2 separate regions of the Mus musculus genome follow, and region 2 is linked to region 1. The links are chromatin contacts, called in public Hi-C maps. All regions are on one chromosome and are shown on one strand. Each heading gives the region's core, a stretch centred on a gene start, on an enhancer-like site or on the middle of the called end of the contact. The rest is flanking DNA. Distances are from core to core; before and after follow the strand shown. Region 1 has its middle 18 kb from the start of Gm10371. Region 2 overlaps Wdhd1 (WD repeat and HMG-box DNA binding protein 1).

What was found. Hi-C and Micro-C count contacts between places; a contact is called where the count stands out from the background.
Region 2: a Hi-C map of the N1E-115 cell line shows a contact between it and region 1, with 7 times the contacts expected there. The contact joins two enhancer-like sites. A contact is called at or near these places in 4 of 39 promoter capture datasets (the C10 cell line, the HPC-7 cell line, liver and 1 more), 5 of 484 Hi-C or Micro-C datasets (the C10 cell line, the G1E-ER4 cell line, the N1E-115 cell line and 2 more) and 2 of 9 other capture datasets (adipose tissue and pancreatic islet).

Annotation. Positions count from the first base shown.
Region 1 is chr14:47,132,473-47,135,600 of GRCm38.p6, reverse strand. It overlaps the pseudogene Gm52169. Among named protein-coding and RNA genes, the nearest start is that of Gm10371, 18 kb to the right of the region's middle. Within about 2 kb of position 1,475, at least 33 of the 459 cell types and tissues checked have an H3K27ac peak or open chromatin away from gene starts, as enhancers often do. A contact at or near this core is called in the N1E-115 cell line, where this site is marked.
Region 2 is chr14:47,248,219-47,251,407 of GRCm38.p6, reverse strand. It overlaps Wdhd1 (WD repeat and HMG-box DNA binding protein 1), which reads left to right. Exons shown (of 25, transcript NM_001360532.1): 17 at 517-648. Among named protein-coding and RNA genes, the nearest start is that of Gm24378, 21 kb to the left of the region's middle. Within about 2 kb of position 1,372, at least 29 of the 459 cell types and tissues checked have an H3K27ac peak or open chromatin away from gene starts, as enhancers often do. A contact at or near this core is called in the N1E-115 cell line, where this site is marked.

The sequences.
Region 1 (3,128 bases), core at 226-2,725:
GAGTAGGTAAAGGGGCTGGTCCTCCAGAACCAAAGCTTCAAGGTCTCAATGACACAGGGTAACAACAGGATATCTGAGAAAAGTCCCATGAGGTTCCAATATTGATAGTGTAGCAGAAGCCAGAGGCCTCTGTACCAGACCGATGACTCATTGCAGTGAACATTTGCGAACAAAGACGTGTGGACAAAAGGTGATACTGTGGGACATGCTGTGACACACTACAGCTTCCACAATGGGAGTCTTTATTCTCCATTGGGGGAAGGTTGCCAGGGTAGAGGGTAGGCACAAGAGGAAGGGAGATGAGTGGGATTGGAGTGTCTGATGTGAAACCCACAGAGAACCAATAATTGGCTGGAGCACCCGGGAGGATGAGGCTGCACGGAAGGGAGAGGTGCTCAGAAGACTGCGACACCAGACAATTCACGGAGGGAAAGATCTCAGTTTGGACTGGGTCTTTTGATGAGTTTACTTGCTTATGCTAATGAGAAGATTGTACACAGGTGTGTGGGGCATGGATCTGCCTAGCAGACAGATTGGGTTTGGTTATGAAGGTATTATTAAATAACTGAATTAGTCAGCTTATCGCTTCTCGACCTTTTGGCTAAGATCAAGTGTAGTGTGAATTAGTCAGTTCATACAACTTTGTGTATATGTGTCTGTATATATATATGTATATATAGATATACATATCTATATATACACATAAATATATATAATACATATACACACATATAATACATACACACACATATATAATACATATGTATGTATATATAATACATATATATGTATATAACACATATATACATATATATGTATTAACACATATGTATTAACATATGTATATGTATGTATGTATATGTATATATAAAACCTTGGGTTTCCTGATCCTTGGAGAACAGTGAAAGTCATGGCTCTGCTGGAAGGTGCTGGGTGACAGCTAGGTCCTTTGGCAGGCTATCCTCGGTTCAGCCGGCAGCCATGTCCCCTACCCTCTATTGTCTTCCAGCTGATTGTCACCCTCTGAGCTCCGGTTTCTTCAGTGGGAAATTAGAGTCATAGTAATGCCTCCTTTCTGGGGATGCCTGGGAGACAACAGAAAGTGTTTACCTAAAGCTCTGGCACAGTGTTTACCAAGTGCTTAAAATGTTACTGTTGCTGCTATTACCTTTGTCGTTGGGCCTCACCAGGCTTTGAGCTTTCAGGCAGAGCCCAGAGAGCTAGAAGATGATTGTGTCGAGGTTTGAGAGGTGAGCGAAGCTTCCCTTAATGAATGGTGGCAACAACCCAGCAAGCAGGAGGGGAGGGAGCCGAACAAGCTCCTAGACACCTGGAAAATTGTGTCTGCCTCAGTGGTATCAGCCCGGCAGATCAGAGCTCATCTCTCTTCTTCCGCAGAGCTGGGCACAGAGGCCTGGCTCACCCAGTGACTCATCTAATAGCCCTGCAAGTTTGCCCAGCTTGCAGCCCCACAAATTACATTTGCAGCCTCCTTATCAGGCAAGCTAGGAAATTAAACCTAACCGGCCACGGTGTTGCTAAGTAATACGGCCGCGTACACAGACACCCGAGGCTGAGACCATCATAGCCCCATTAAAGCATCATTTCCCACTGTGGCTAATAAGGTTTGAAATCTTCTAAGGAAACCTGCTGTTCTTTTTTAAGGTCAGGAAATGGGATAATTTGGTTATAAGCAAGAAACAGAGTTTCTTTTCCTAGATGTGTGTGCGCGCAAGCGCATGTGTGTGGGTTTGTATGTAGCACACATCCCATAGATCAGTCTTCATGGTTAGTAAAAACGGAAGGAGATCAGAGACACCTGCCATCCCTACTGGGCTCTGACCTGGGAGGTCCAGGGTCCAGTCTACCTCTGGGTCCCTCACCTAGCATCCTAGAGGTGCTTGCTGAGTGTCTGCTGTCTCTCCTACGCCTGAGATTCTGAAGAAAATTCAATGGTGGGAGATGAGGACACTTCAGGCACTTTCTCCCCTGAGCCCCATTTTCCCCCTTGACCTGCTGAGGTGGAGTTGAGAGTGGCTTTCTTTCCTTACTTCTCACAAGTCAGGCCCCTGTAGCCATTTTAGGGCTTGACAGCTTGTGGGCACAGAGTTCAGAACCTAAGGGCACAGCTCCAGAGAGTAGGACAGTAGCTGACTGGCCGCTGTGCCCATGAAGGCTGGGGTTTAGTGTGTGTGCGCCATTCTTCCAGTGTGGCTTTTCTGTGACACAGGTAGTCAGGGCTCAGACATTTGGAGTCCATGGGTCTTTCTAGCTCACTTCCCTGGGCTCCAGGGGATGGGGTAGCCTGGAAAGTAAAATCCTGCCTCTTTACATTTTATTGTAGGTGTATTGTGAGTGTATTTGTGTGTGTGTGTGTGTGTGTGTGTGTATATATGTGTGTGTGTGTGTATATATGTGTGTGTGTGTGTGTGTGTGTGTGTGTGTGTGTGTGTGTAGGTCAGAGGTCAAGGTCATGTGTCATCTTCCTAAATACTTTGTACTTTCTTTTTTGGGATAGGCTCTCTCCCTGAAGCTGGAGCCAGCTTGTCTGGCCAGCAAGCCCTAGGGATCCTCCTGGCTCTGCCTCTCCAGTGCCAGCGAGACACACAGACACACTCTGCTGCCGGTGGCTTTTTCTGTGACTGCTGAGGATCTGGCTCTGGGTCTGCATGCTTCTGAGTCAAATACTTTCCTTGTCTGAGTGATCTCCCTAGCCCTTAGTTTGCTTTTTGAGAGAACGTCATGTAGCTTAGGCTGGGCTGCAGCTGTGTAGCCAAGGATAACCTTGTGCTGCGATTATGTGTATAAACCACCAACATGTTTTTTTTTTCTTCCGGATTGAACCTAGGGCTTTATGCTTACCAGGCAAGGATTTTACCAACTATACCATGTCTATCTTTAATCATATCTTATAATAATATTTTTCAAGACTTACTCGGGCAGGTTGCATGTCATGCTATGGGGCATATAGGGATATGCCATATATGTGTGTGTATGTATATGTTAGATATGTGTGTGTATATACATACACACATATATCTATATATCTATATATCATCTATATATCTATATATCATCTATATATCTATATATCATCTATATATCTATATATCATCTATATATCTATA
Region 2 (3,189 bases), core at 123-2,622, 120 kb before region 1:
TTTGAAACCGTGCAATTAGTTATGATAGTTAGGAAGTAAACCACCTACAGAATTGGCTTACAAAGTCCTCTGAGGACGAGTCATATAGGAAATAAAAGTGCTATACTCATACACAGAAACGCCTTTTTAAAAGGCTAGAACGTAAAGCCAAGCGATTTTAGCACATTGAGATTCAAATTATAGTAAAGTAAGACTATAGAGAAAAGAGGGTTTCAGAAAATATTTAAGGGGCTGGTGAGATGGCTCAGTGGGTAAGAGCACCCAACTGCTCTTCCAAAAGTCAGGAGTTCAAATCCCAGCAACCACATGGTGGCTCACAACCATCCGTAACGAGATCTGACTCCCTCTTCTGGAGTGTCTGAGGACAGCTACAGTGTACTTACATATAATAATAAATAAATAAATCTTTAAAAAAAAAAGAAAGAAAATATTTAAAGCTGGTATCTTAAGGTACAGCTAACACTTGCCCAGTATGAGAGAGCTGTTCAGTTTTGTGTACTTCTGTCCATTTTCCAGGAACAATTTTGGCATTCGGTTCTGTTTCACAACTACCTTGATTACTTGGCTAAAAATGGTTATGATTATGAGGAGAGCATTAAAAACCAGGCAGTAAAAGAGCAGCAGGAACTCTTAATGAAAATGCTTGCGGTGAGTAAAATATGTTGAAAAATTAAAGTTTAATTATTTTCTTAGGTTGAGAAAAAAAAATTCTTTTGAAACATGTTTACTGTATGTAGCCCTGGCTGTCCTGGAACTTGCTCTGTAAACCAGGCTGGCCTCAAACTCAAAGAGATTTGCCTGCCTCTGCCTCCCGAGTGAGTAAAGGCGTGTGGCTCCATTCCCAGCCCTAGGTAGAATTTCTTAAATATATGTAAATGAGGACTAAATTCTACCTTCTAGGGTACATAAATTGTAATTTTCTCTTAAAATTTCTATCTCACCTTTGATGTTACAGTTAAAATATTTGAACTATTTCCCTATAGCTAAGGCTGTAGGTGGGCGAGTAAGCTTTTTCCGGTGTTGTGCCTGTTCACTGGGCATCATCTGATGCTGCAGGGGGCTGGCACATGTGAGAGCCATTGTTGGGACGCTTGCTCATCTCTGAGTGCACAGAGTTCAGGTGTGGGCTGTTGGAGGTCTCCAGGCTTGGATAGTTTTGAGACCGTCCTTACGCTTTCGGATCTCCCAGCCTTTTGTCATCACCAGTGGCTGGGTTTCCTGCCCTGGATTCTTCACTACATTTCTTTTTGAAGCAGATTCTCTTAAGGTTCGTGGTCCTCCTTTCAAGCTTTATTTATTGAAAGGAGTGTAATCCCATGTCCTCTCCTCTGGATGGTGCTGGTGACCTTTGAGGGAAGTGACCTTAATTCATTCTAGCCACTGCAAGAATGACACTGCTCTCTGAGTCAGAGTTCCGCCTTGCTTAGAAGTGCTTCTGAATCATGCCAGCAGTCTTGAGGAGGCTCGGGTGAAGATACAGGGCTTCTTACTCATAGGGCAGGTGTATAAATTACAAAAAGCTCCTGCACCGGGAGTCATAAGACCCCTAATGTCCCTCAGAGAGCAAGAACTTATTTTAAGCTCAAATTGTCGTGTGCTGGATTGTCAATTCAATCCAAAGAGAAAAGTGAGTGTTTTCTAAGATGCACTAATTGAAGGTTCCTCCCACCTCCTCCTGGTCTTTTTATGAGTATCTGTCTGCATGTGTGTCCATGCACCATGTGTGTCCATGCACCATGTGTGTGCCTGATGATCACGGAGGCCAGGAGAGGGTATGAGGTATCCTGGAAGTGGAGTTCTGGGCAGTGAGGAGCTGCTGTGTGGGCATTGGGAATAGAACCTAGGCTCTCTCCAAGCGCAGCACATGTCCTTTGAAAGAACTGGAACTGGCACAGGACGCCCTAAGACCACGTTCTCAGCCCAAAGGAGATTTGCTTCATGAGGGACAAAGAGCAAGGAATAGGTGACAAAGACAGGAGACAGAACATGAAGGGGGAAAGGAGAAGGAACAAGGGTGAGGGAGAAGGTGTATGTTGCCGTGGAAGGACTGCCTCTGGATAGAAATGAGACAGATGTGACCCTTGCGCAAATGGCAGTTTATAAAGGGAAAAGGAGAAACCCCTGTTAGGGTGATTTGGGTTGTTTTGGTTGGGCATGTAAATTAGGTGACAGAAAGGGCTCCTGATTGCTGGAATTCAATACTTTGATAGCTAGACCTTGGTTATTGGCCTCAGGAGAAGGAAGTAGTCGAGTAAGGGAGTAGACCTTGGTGGCCAGCTTTAGGGATATAATCTATGATTTAGCAAGGAAGAGGGAAATGGGAAGGCAAGGCCTGCTGTGCTGGTGCCTGCTAGAGCCCTTCATTCTTTTGTTTGTTTGTTTGTTTTTGTTTTTATTTTTGTTTTTCGAGACAGGGTTTCTCTGTGTAGCCCTGGCTGTCCTGGAACTCACTCTGTAGACCAGGCTGGCCTCGAACTCAGAAATCCACCTGCCTCTGCCTCCCGAGTGCTGGGATTAAAGGTGTGCGCCACCACCGCCCTGCTGAACCCTTCATTCTTAACCACTGAGTCAACCCTCCTGCCCCAGAACACCCTTCATTTTATATTATAGACATTAAAAAGTGCAAATGTTAATTTGGAATTTGTATAGCTATTTCTGGTAGTTGAAGATCACAGACAATAAATAAATAAAGATGAAATTTTAAACATGTCTACTTTTCCTGTCCAAATTTGCTTAGTAGCATTTGTTGTTTAGTTTTAAGCAAATAGTAACTGCTTTTTGTTTTAATTCACTTTTTAAAATTCCCTGCCCTATTGTGATGAGTGTCAACTGGAAAAACAGTTAGGAGAATTACATTTGAGTTTTGAGCAGTTGTCCTCTCATGCACTTTACATCTGAACTATGTCACATCTCATTGAATCTAAGCTACTATTTGTAAATGCACTGTTCTTTTATTCATTTAAGCCACTAAGGAATACTGTTGAGCAAGCCAACAGGCCATTAATTATAAGATACTTTTTAAAACAAAGGTACTTTCATTTTATAGTTGTACAGTGTGCATTTTAGAAGCATTAGGTAGTGCACCCAGACGACTTTCATTTCTCTAGTCCTATCAGTCTTTTCTTTCCTCCTCTTTTCTTTTCTTTCCTTAAGTTTGACTTAACATGATTTGATTTTGATTCTCCTCTA